Linked DNA regions of Capra hircus: region 1 is linked to region 2. Evidence: chromatin contacts called from public Hi-C data. All regions are on one chromosome and are shown on one strand. The core of a region is the stretch at or near the end of the contact, and the rest is flanking DNA. Distances in the headings are between cores, read along the strand shown. Region 1 overlaps ARHGDIB (rho GDP-dissociation inhibitor 2). Region 2 has its middle 19 kb from the start of PDE6H.

The links. Hi-C and Micro-C count contacts between places; a contact is called where the count stands out from the background.
Region 1: a contact with region 2 is called in a Hi-C map of blood, with 2.6 times the contacts expected there. The contact joins two enhancer-like sites. A contact is called at or near these places in 2 of 5 Hi-C or Micro-C datasets (both in blood).

Annotation. Positions count from the first base shown.
Region 1 is chr5:93,549,119-93,555,169 of ARS1.2, forward strand. It overlaps ARHGDIB (rho GDP-dissociation inhibitor 2), which reads left to right. Exons shown (of 6, transcript XM_018048439.1): 2 at 5,920-6,051. The coding sequence starts at 5,926. Among named protein-coding and RNA genes, the nearest start is that of ARHGDIB, 8.4 kb to the left of the region's middle. Within about 2 kb of position 3,768, at least 1 of the 5 cell types and tissues checked has an H3K27ac peak or open chromatin away from gene starts, as enhancers often do.
Region 2 is chr5:93,510,331-93,516,255 of ARS1.2, forward strand. No RefSeq gene overlaps it. Among named protein-coding and RNA genes, the nearest start is that of PDE6H, 19 kb to the right of the region's middle. Within about 2 kb of position 4,436, at least 2 of the 5 cell types and tissues checked have an H3K27ac peak or open chromatin away from gene starts, as enhancers often do.

The DNA of each region.
Region 1 (6,051 bases), core at 2,518-5,017, 38 kb after region 2:
GTTTGCGACCCCATGGACTGTAACTTATCAGGCTCCTCTGTCCATGGGATTTTCCAGGCAATGGTACTGGAGTGGATTGCCATTTCCTTCTCCAGCGGATCTTCCTGACCCAGGGATCAAACCCAGGTCTCCCGCATTGTAGACAGACGCTTTACCGTCTGAGCCACCAGGGAAGTCCTAAGGACAGCATTAGAGTCATTGAATTATGAAGGAGCCTCCGAGATCTTTCAATGCAACCGTCTCACTTTGCAGAGGCCAAAACTGGACCAGAGGTTTAGCAGCTTGTGCAAGGGGACATGGGGTAGAGTTGCACCGAAATTCTCTTTAATGACACTTCCCTGACTTGCTAAAGCCGCCCTGCAGAGTTTTGCAAAGCAGCACTTACCTCTGCCTGTGCAGCATCCCCCATGGAGATTCTCAAGATAACCAATGAGCTCTCTAATTTCATTATTACTTCTTAATAAAGACAGCTGGAGTGGCAGAGCTTAGAGCCTCCTGTCAGAAACCCTCCGGGCTCATATTCATGCTGTCACTTACACAGCGTGCTTTCTCGGGCAAGTTATTTACTTCAAGTTTAGTTTCCTAATCTGTAGAAGGCAATGATGATAACAGCCATCCTTAAGGCTCTGGTGAGGACCAAGTGAGATAATCCTCGGGACAGGGTTTAGCACTATGTGTGATAGCTGTTAGAATTATTGTTATCAATAACAAAACCAGATGTTCTTCACAGACTTACAGAATGAAATTATGGTTTGGGGGGTGGGGGGTAGTGGGGGGCAGGAATAACTAGGGAGTTTGGGATGGGCATGTACACACTGCTATTCCTAAAATGGATAACCAACAAGCACCTACTGTACAGCACAGGGAACTCTTCTCAATGTTGTGTAGCAGCCTAGATGGGAGAGGAGTTTGGGGTGGAATGGATACATGTATATGTATGACTGAGTCCCTTCACTGTTCACCTGAAACTATCATAACATTGTTAATTGGCTATACTCCAACACACACAAAAAAGCTGTTCTTTAGATGATGCAATTGGAGAGCAACCTGGCATTTCCCTAAAATTCCTACAAAATGGAAGGGTAAAAAGAGAAAAATGAGGGAGTTCCCCAGTGGTCCAGTGGCTAGGACTCTGTGGTTTCACTGCCATGGCCAGGGTTCAATTCCTGGTCAGGAAACCAAGATCCTGCAAGGCACATAGTGCAGCCAAAAAACAAACAAACAAACAACAAGAAAAACAAACAAAACACACACACACACAACACAAACAAAAAAGTTTTAAACTATTTTTAGAAGGAGAAAAATGATACTTGTAGTTAACTATACATACACAGTTAGCTTGGGAAACTGGTGTCAAGATATATTAACCAGTTGGGGCTTCAGGAGAATCTGAAATTCCCTGGAAATGAATTGTAAAATTGCAAATGCAGACTCTTTGGGGAATTCACATAAATAAAAAATATGAAACAATGAAACAGAGGCAGATAGCCTTTTATACAGGTGAAATAAGGTAATTGAAGGACAACTGAGCTGACACCTGACTACAGGTAGCAACTTTAGAAAAGGAAGCACCTAGAGACGGTCTCCCCTAACCCGTCACCTCCCAAGATGAGGAAAGGAAGATCACAGTGGTTGGAACATTTGCTCACAGGGTCATAGCTAGTTAGTGACAAAGCCAGAATGAAAACTCATGCGTGATGAGGCCTAGTTCATTGAGGGGATAATTATCCAAAATCAAGTAGATTGACCCAGAACTCTTCCCAAACCACAGCTCTTCTACTGGACTATGGTTATGTTCCCTGAGATCCAGACGTTACTTGGTATCTCCTCCTGCCTCTGCAGGTCCAGGGTTTCAGGTTCACAGCCATGATCCTTGGCTTGAGGCTGAGTTGTGTCGTTAGTCTGGCCAGGCTTCAGAGAGAAGCAAAAAGTGAAAAAGAAAGTGAAGTCACTTAGTCGTATCCAACTCTTTGCAACCCAATAGACTATAGCCTACCATGCTCCTCCGTCCATGGGATTTTCCAGGCAAGAGTACTGGAGTGGGGTGCCATTTCCTTCTCCAGAGGGTTTCCCAATCCAGGGATCAAACCTGGGTCTCCCACATTGTAGGCAGATGCTTTACCATCTGAGCCACCAGGGAAGTCCATGTTTAACACTCAGTGCTTTGCTTCACTGCTTCCAAGCTATAGTTTCAAGTCATGTTCTTAGTCATGAACTCCAGTAGAGTCTATGAAGGACTTCAGGGCTCCGTGAATCCCTGTGCTGCTTGCACGATTTCATGGGCTTTTGGTTTTCTCCTTTTATAAAGACCATGACTCTTACTAGATTTTTAAAGAGACTTGCAATCTCCAGAAAGATTAAGAACCACCAATCAAACCAGCTGGGCATTTTTGGTACGGCTAGATTGCTCATCTCCCAACTTTTTCCACTTTGGAGAATAACTTAAACATCAGTATGTGCTAAAGAACAGTGTCTTGTAAATGCTAGATGCTCATCAAATATTTGTGACCTTCATTTTGCTTTCAGAAGGGCTTTCCCTGAGAAGTGCTTTCCCGTCCTTTCCTTATCATTTTATGACATTTTCACCTTTTTTCCTTTTTTCTAATCAGCTCTTCAGAGTGAACTGATTTGGAGTCATCTGACTTCATATCTCTTTTTCTTATGCTATATAATTAGACCAAATTATTTTCATGTGGTCCCAAATTTCCTCCTCTTGACTGCCACAATTTCATATCGTAATCCCACATTATTCTCTGCTCTTCAATTCTCTAGTTAGTTAGTTAGTTAGTTAAGTTGCTTGGTCAGTCATGTTTGACTCTGCAACCCCATGGACTGTAGCCCACCAGGCTCCTCCATCCATGGGATTCTCCAGGCAAGAATACTGGAGTGGGTTGCCATTTCTCTGCTTCACATTAAATAAATGTGTGGCTCATTTTCACTGAGCAATTATTATATCTGTTTAGATATAATAAAAATTTAGAAGTGACATGTCTCACCAATTAAAAAATCAGGATCTAGATGACAGATAAATTATGTTGCCAAGTATGACACTATTAAAAGTTAGAAAGTACTGTCCTAGACCAGATCTTTCTCTCTGTGTGTGTCTGTTTCCTTCTCCTTTCAAAATTGAGGTTTGAGGGTGCAGAATTACAATTTTCTGTGTGTGTGTTCAGTCACTCAGTCATGTCCAACTCTTTACGACCCCATGGACTATATCCTGCCCGACTCCTCTGTCCATGGAATTTTCCTAGGCAAGAATACTAGAGTGGGTTGTCATTTCCCTACAGATTATTAAAATCACCTTGAGCTAATTAGTGTCTGGATGTGATGTCATCCTCTCATAGTCAAACTCCAAGCACACGACTTGTGAGAACCAAGTAATACATTCCAGAAAGGCCTCTCTGCAGTGCTGAGATGTCCTCACATGGTGATAGCTTTGCTGATGCTCTGTCGGCAGTTTTTTTATGTGACCTCTACCCTGGGTATTTGGTCAGGGTTCTGGGTGTCACCAGAGGAGAACCTGTCTCATCTAATTAGTCTCATCTGCATTGTTCTTTATCTGTGGCTTAATGGTTGTCCTTAAACTACCCACAGCCGACAACCTCCACCCACTGCATCCTTCATCGTCTTTCCAGCCAGTTCATTCACTTTCCCTGAGTGTTGTTTGGAGTAGGACTTGAATTAGTCACTCTGTTTATTGTGCTGTTCTCTAGAGGCTCAGCTCTGAGTGGTGCTGGTTCTTCCGCAGAAGCAAGAGTTGCCATAGCAACAGGCCTACAGGCTTCCTTCCTGCACAGGAAGTGGGCCCAGCCTATGCAATACTGTTTGAAGAGTTGATCAAGGCTCCTAGTGTTCAGCTCGTTATTTTTCTGGAAGAGGATAAATGAGCCAAGAGATATCATTTCTTTTCCTTTCCTTTTTTTTCCTCTGTTAAAATTGCATTTGTTTGACTTCCAAATTATTTTTCTTCCCATTGCCAATAATAGCAACATTAAAAGTTGAAACCACAGCTGATTTTGGCCACAGATAGCTTCACTCTGAGAGGAACCTTATAGGACTTGGCAGGGTCGCATAAGATGAGATGTGATAGGTATTGTCTTAGAGTTCTACCGCTCCGGAATAGTAAAGACTTTACCCAAGGTAGGGAAGAGAGTTACCCTGGGAGCAGAATGAAAGGAAACCAGGAAATTATCTCCTTGTCTAAATATCTCCCTTTTTTCCCCAAATAGCTCCATTTCTGCGAATCCCAGGCCTGAAATTCTTCCTAGAGATTCCTTCCTCTTTATTAGGACAGGGCATCTCATTGAGATACATGAACTTGGGCAGTTCTCTTAAGCTCTGGGTTTTGAGTTTCTCAGTAATAAAACAAGGGGAGGGTATGGCTACCCACTCCAGTATTATGGCCTGAAGAATTCCATGGACAGAGGAGCCTGGTGGGCTACAGTCCACGGGGTCACAAAGAGTTGGGACACGACTGAGTGACTAGCAAGTTTTTTGACTATATCACCTCCACAGTTCATTTCAACTCTGAAAAGCTCGGACTATACATGCTTTAAGAAAAATAATTTTTAAATTTACAATCAGTCATTAACACTTAAGTGTAAATAATTGTATTAGATCTTCTCTTGATGTTTTAACACAAAACGAGTAAATGTAGACGATGTAGGAAGAAAACAGGGTATGCCCAGGTGAGGTCTTAGAGCATAAGGTCACAGGAGATCTGGAGAAGAGAAGGAGGTGCTAAAGGAGAAGTGGAGATGGATAGAAGGGTACTAAAGAGACAGTTGCAATTTGTCTAGAAGAAGTTGGAGTCCTTTATTATTTTGTGTTATTTCAAAAGAACAGAAGCTCATTAGATATAGAGCCTATTAACCCAATCAATGAGCACTTATAAAATGACAAGTATTCAAGTGTTTCAGGAGATTCAAGAGACTTTTTGGTGGTCCAGTGTCTAAGACTCTGTGCTCCCAGTGCAGGGGCCCTGGGTTTGATCCATGGTCAGGGAACTAGATCCCATATGATGCAATGAAGACCCAGGGCAGCCAAATAAATTTTTAAAGTGAGAGAGAAACCAAACCCACTAGCTGGCCTCAGGGAATTATTAGCAATGTTGGGAGCAGGGGGAGGACACTCAGGCAGATATCACAGGAGCCTCAAACTTCTCATGAGTTGCCTTTGAGCTCTTATAGGAGTTCAGGGAAAGATGCAATGAATGGGGAAAAACTAACTTGCTTTACCAAGTACTTGACACCATTATAACTGGGATTGCATTGATACATGCTGAGCACTTTGACACCTGCAAGACTGGCTGGGTTTGTAGGACTATGATCATTTCTATAACTCTCTGAACTGGGGCTGTTCGCTCATTGTTCAGGACAGCCTGTGCTATGCTGCTTCACTTGTTTTATACAATTCACAAGTGAGTTACTTACTGTCAGTTTCATTGAGTGAATAGGAGGGATTCATCACAGTATGAAAACATTCAAACATGTCACAGGAAAACCTGGAATGTGTTATAGTCTTATTTTGTGAAATAGAATGAGGCTGAATCAGAGGGAAGTCTCCTGGAAAATCATTGACAATTACAGAAGTTTATTAGGGCAAAAATAGCACTGAGAGTGGGCTTCCCTGGTGATTCAGTGGTAAAGAATCCATCTACCAGTGCAGGAGATGTGGGTTCAATCCCTGGGCCGGGAAGATCCCCTGGAGAAGGAAATGGCAACCCACTCCAATATTCTTGTCTGAGCAATCCCATGGACAGAGGAGCCTGGCAGGCTATAGTCCATGGCATCACAAAGAGTTGGACAGGACTTAGTGACTAAACAATGACAAGACTAAGAGCAGCCCCTCAAGCACAGCTCATATCCATGGACTTTTGGCCAACAGATCATCACTGTCTCTCTTTCTGTCTCCCTCTAGATCAAAATGACTGAAAAGGCCCCAGAACCACACGTGGAAGAGGATGACGATGAGCTGGATGGCAAGCTCAACTACAAACCCCCCCCACAAAAGTCCCTGAAGGAGCTTCAGGAGATGGACAAAGATGATGAA
Region 2 (5,925 bases), core at 3,186-5,685:
CTCTCCAACTGCTTGTGAATTGCGTTGTTGTGCTTTCCAGGTGGTTCCATGGTAAAGAATCCACCTGCCGATCCTGAAGACGCACGTTCAGTCCCTGGATTGGAAAGATCCCCTGGAGAAGGAAATGGCAACTCACTCCCGTATTCTTGCCTGGAGAATCCCATGGACAGAGAGGCCTGGCTGTCTACAGTCCATGGGGTCACAAAGAGACTCAACTGAGCAACGCACACACACAAGTTGTAACAGCTTGAGTGTAAAGGTGGTTTCACAATAATAATCATAGGGAATTCCCTGGTGGTCCAGTGGTTAGGACTCAGCACTTTCACTGCTGAGGGAGAAGGCTCAGTCCTTGGTCAGGGAATTAAGATCCTGCGAGCCAGGCAGCATGACCAAAAAACAATCACAAAACCAGATTCTCTGGTTTGGACCTCACCATCACTGAAGGAAGCTGAGTCTGCTGCCCATTCCCCCAAGCCACCCGGCTATTTCTGAGATGCCTGACAGGTGCTTTATCAGCCAAACCTATTACACCTTCACTTCTGTATCAGCCTCAAGTCTCTAAGGAAGCATCTTTCCCTGCTTCACCCAGCTTCTGATAGTACAGGTGTTTCTCGGCTGTCACAGCACAACTCCGATCTCTGCCCTTGTTGTCATATGGCCATCTTCCCTCTGCATGTCTGTGTCTGTGTCCAAATTCTCTTTCTCTTTTTTTCCCTTTCTATTGTTATTTATTTACTTATTTATCAAAGTACAGTTGATTTACAGGATGACATTAGTTTCAAATGTATAGCACATTGATTCCTATATACATATATTCTTTTTTAATTTTTTACCCTTAAAAGTTATTACAAAATATTGAATATATAGTAATATATTAATTATTGAATATATTAATATAATATGTATATGTGTATATATTATATATTAATATAATAGGATTAGTATAATATATTGTGTGTGGGTACTAAGCCACTTTAGTCATGTCTGACTCTGTGAGACTCTATGGACTGTAGCCTTCCAGGCTCCTCTGTGCATGGGATTCTCCAGGCAAGAATACTGGAGTGGATTGCTATGTCCTCCTCCAGGGGATATTCCTGATCCAGGGACTGAACCCATATCTCTTATGTCTCCTGCATTGGGAGGTGGGTTCTTTACCATTAGTGCCACCTGGGAAGCCCAATATAATATCTTAATATATGTTAATTAATTATTATATAGTCAACATTTTGTAATAACTGATAAAAGTAAAAATTGATATGTAGTAATATATAATGTTAATTGATATACTAATATATGATAATAGTCAATATTTTCTAATACCAGGTAAAAATTTTGATGCATATTAATATATAATGCATATAATATAAATAGAATACATAATGAAATGTTAATATATAGTCAATGTTTTATAATAACTCATATGGGTAAAGATTCAAAAGAATATATATATATATTTATGTGCTATACAGGTCCTTGTTGATTATCTATTTTATATATAGTAGTAGTATCTGTTAATCTCAACCACCTAATTTATCCCTCCCCTTCCCCTTTCTCCTTTGATAACCATAAATTTGTTTTCTATGTCTGCAAGTATCTTTCTGTTTTGTAAATAAGTTCATTTATATCTTTTTTTAGAGTCCACATATAAGCAAGATCATATGATATTTGTCTTCGTCTGGCTTACTCCGCTTAGCGTGATAATCTGTAGGTCCCCATGTTGCTGCAAATTGCATTACTTCATTCTTTTTTATGGCTGAGGAATATTCAAAAAATGAGAAAATCTAATAGCCACTTCTCCAAAGAAGACATACAGATGGCCAACAGGCACAGGAAAAGATGCCTAAATCACTAATTTTTGTGAAGTCGCTCAGCCGTGCCCAGCTCTTTGCAATCCCATGGACTGTAGCCCACCAGACTCCTCCATCCATGGAATTTTCCAGGCAAAAAAAAACTACAATGAAGTATCACCTCACACTGGTCAGAATGGCCATCATGAGAAAGTCTACAAATAATATTAATAAATACTGAGGGGCAGTGAAGAAAAAGGAAACCTCCTACACTGTCGGTGGAAATGTAAATTGGTGCAGCCACTATGGAGAACAGTATGGAGGTTCCTTTAAAAAGTAAAAATAGAGTTAACAGATGATTCCTATAATGCCACTCCTGGGCATATATCCAGGGAAATCTATAATTCAAAAAGATACATGCAGCCCAATGTTTGTTGCAGGACAATAGCCAAAACATGAAAGCAACCTAAATATCCATCAACAGAAAAGTGGGTAAGGAAGATGTGGTACATATATAAATGGAATATTACTCAGTCATAAATTCCCCTTTCCTTAAAGACAAGAGTCACATTGGATATGGACATAGAGCAGTGCGTGGAAACAAGACATATGTTGAATTTATGTTCACTTGAGAAATGGCAACCCACTCCAGTGTTCTTGTCTGGAGAATCCCAGGGATGGGGGAGCCTGGTGGGCTGCCGTCTCTGGGGTCGCACAGAGTCGGACACTACTGAAGAGACTTGGCAGCAGTATGGTCTTTAGTTCCCCCTGGTGGCTCAGACGGTAAAGTGTCTGCCTACACTGAGAGAGACCCGGGTTCGATCCCTGAGTCGGGAAGATCCACTAGAGAAGGAAATGGCAATCCACTTCAGTACTATTGCCTGGAAAATCCCATGGACAGAGGAGCCTGGTAGGCTACAGTCCACGGGGTTGCAAAGAGTCGGAAACAACTGAGCGACTTTGCTTATTTTGTATACTCTCAATGTTTATGTTCGCTTGTATACTCTTTTAATGTTTATGTTGTGGGTAGACAAATACGTACATGATAAATATGAATAAGACTTCCCTGGTGGCTCAGACGGTAAAGTGTCTGCCTACAATGCGGGAGACCCAGGTTCAACCCCGGGGTGGGGAAGATCTCTCGGAGAAGAAAATGGCACCCCACTCCAGTACTCTTGCCTGGAAAATCCCATGGACGGAGGAGCCTGGTAAGCTACAGTCCATGGGGTCGCAAAAAGTCGGACACAACTTCATTTCACCGCACTTCAAATATGAATAGCCAAGAAGCCTAACAGTTCAAACTGGTCAATAGAAAGGGACAAATTCAGAATCAGCCCCATGGATTCAGACTCTTGTTAAATAAGGTCTTCACAGTGCTCATGAAGTGCTCATTCATGACAGCAGGTGGCAGCACTGCATGCGATTTAGTTTAGGGGGCCCTGGAGGAACGTGAAAGTTGTTAACCATTCAATGCAAAAAGCTGGAAAGAGGCTCAGTGACTTAGGACTTCTGGCCATAAAGAGAAACGGTTTGTTCATGTTTGAAATATGCCTAGATTTATTACTTGGTTTTTAGCATTTTATACTTGTCAATTATTTAATGCAATATCCTTGCTTTAATTCTCACACACTGAGCCCAAAGAAGACAAGTGAATTCCTGATCACTTAGCAGGCTCTGCGCAGCACCGCCAGGCAGAGCCCAGGCCTCCTGGCTGTTTTGCCCCAAGGAGATGGTGTGACCGATGTGGAGAATCTTCCCCATGATTCACACTTGTAAATTTCAGTTTTCAGCAGTCTGACTCCGCCATGGTGATGTTAGAAATCAAGCAGCTCATTTCCAGTTGCAAAAAGCACAAGCGAGTTTACACAAACATGCTGTTTCTGTGGCCTGTGTAACCCTTCCCTTCTAGCCATCTATAAAACATAAGCCCTCCTCTGCTTCTCTCTTTTAAATAATTCAGTGTCATATTTGCTTAGTTCTCATAATATTGGTTTTGATGTTGTTCAGTCTTGTGTGATCATTTTCCCTCTTGCACTGAATATTGGGCTTACTGATTATTCTTGTCTGTGTATCTTTTCCCTTCACATCTCTAGTTGTTGAGAAAACGCTCTCCTTTCCTCAGTTTACAGTGCTGCTTGATTTTTTTTCAGAGTCAAGGTCAACAGCACCATAGCAATTGTCTGATAGCAACTGTGTCTGTTTGCCTCAGGCATGCATACCAGAGGAGCATTTTTGCTCCTTATATGCTATTTTCTGCTCTAACTGTGATGCTCGGAACTCTGGAATAGGGATTGGTGCCTACCTCACCAGCCCCATCACCCCCAACTTCTTCCCAAGGATACCGACAAACACGAAAGAGATGGAGGATAAGTGAGGTTCACTGCCGCCACCTGTCCAGAAAAAGCTCTTTATGTCCCTGGTCCACCTACTCCTGTCAGAGGAGGCAGACAAGGACAGGGAGTGACAGAGGCTAAGGACGGAGAGTGGCCTCGCAAGGCCCCGGCAAGAGGTCAGCCCTAGGAATAATGGTGCCGGTTTGGCTCTGGCTTCTTGGAATTTGTCCAGCACTTAGATTCTGAACTCTCTGACATTCTCTGCAGCTGGAGAAGCACTTAACTGGGTTAGGTGTGGAGGAGGGAGGCATTGTCTATTCTATTAGTCAACACAAGAGTCTGAGTCAGAACTCACACTATTAGGCCCTATTCTCTCACATTACGTATGTTACTAGAGGCAAATAAGGGCTTCCCAGAAGGAAATGGCAACCCGCTCCAGTGTTCTTGCCTGGAGAATCCCAGGGACGGGGGAGCCTGCTGGGCTGCCGTCTGTGAGGTCACACAGAGTCGGACACTGCTGAAGCGACTTAGCAGCAGCAGCAGCGGCTGGTGGCTCAGACAGTAAAGAATCTGCCTGCAATGTGGGAGACACAGGTTTAATTCCCTGGATCGGGAAGATCCTCTGAAGAAGGGAATGGCTCCCCACTCCAGTATTCTTGGAGAATTCCATGGACTCTGCAGCCTGGCAGACTACATACAGTCATGGGGTCGCAAAGCGTCAGACACGACTGAGTGACTAACACAGAGAACCACTTAAATCAGTCACTGGGTGGCAACATGTTCAGCATTAGCTAATTCCTAATGTTTAAAATGTAGTCTGGGGCCACATCAGGGTGCAAACTGGTACAAATATAAGAACCACTGGGGAGGGACTTCCCTGGTGGTCCAGTGCTTAAGACTGCCCTCCTGCTGCAGGAGGCATGGGTTTGATCACTGATCGGGGATTAAGATCCTCCATGGTGAAAAATACCAACTAAAATAAAGTGTTTTAACAAAGAATTATTGGGGACTCTTGAAAAATACAGATTCTAAGATAGCTTCCTTAGAGATTCTTATTCAGAAAACCTGGAGTGGGGCTCAAATTTTGTGCATTTTAAGAAGAGATTCTCCACAGCTCTTATTTATCAACAAAACATAAAAGATTTTTTTAAATCCTCCAAATCCTAAAATTTGATGAGAATTTCTGCAGTGTTCTCTTTCATCTGTTGTGTTCTTCATATTTGACACTGTGCTTCCTCCACTTCCAAGGTTTACCTTTAGAATCACATTTGGAGGTTTCAAACGTATCCATGCTGTTTCCCACTTATAAGTAAACATCAGTGGCTGACAAAGTGTCTGTTCTTCCATACTACTGCTATGCAGTACATTTCCAACTTGCCTCTTCACACTCACTTTCCACCCTTCTCCACCTGATCTTTGGTGTTGTAAGTGGACCCTACTGATCACATTGATAAGCTCCTTTGCTTCAGAGTTAGATTTATCCAATGGGAGGCATCAGGGCAAGAGTAGAGCACAGGAGAACAACGTTGGGGTGTTAATTAGCCTCACCCCTCCCCTCCTGACTGCCCATGTGATCAGGGTGGGTTGGCCGTATCTCACTACTGAAGACCACCTCCCTCTCACCAGGTGGGTGGTGGGTGGTGGTGGTTTCTTATGATTAGAGCTGACCTTAGGGTTCCTTCAGGTCTAGGTTGGTCATGTAGCCCCAAGTTACTCTACTACCTTCCGTAGATTCTGCTTAACCCTTCCCAAACCTTTGCAAATAGTCCCTTTGTTAAAAATTTCCTCACTCTGTCTTAATATGA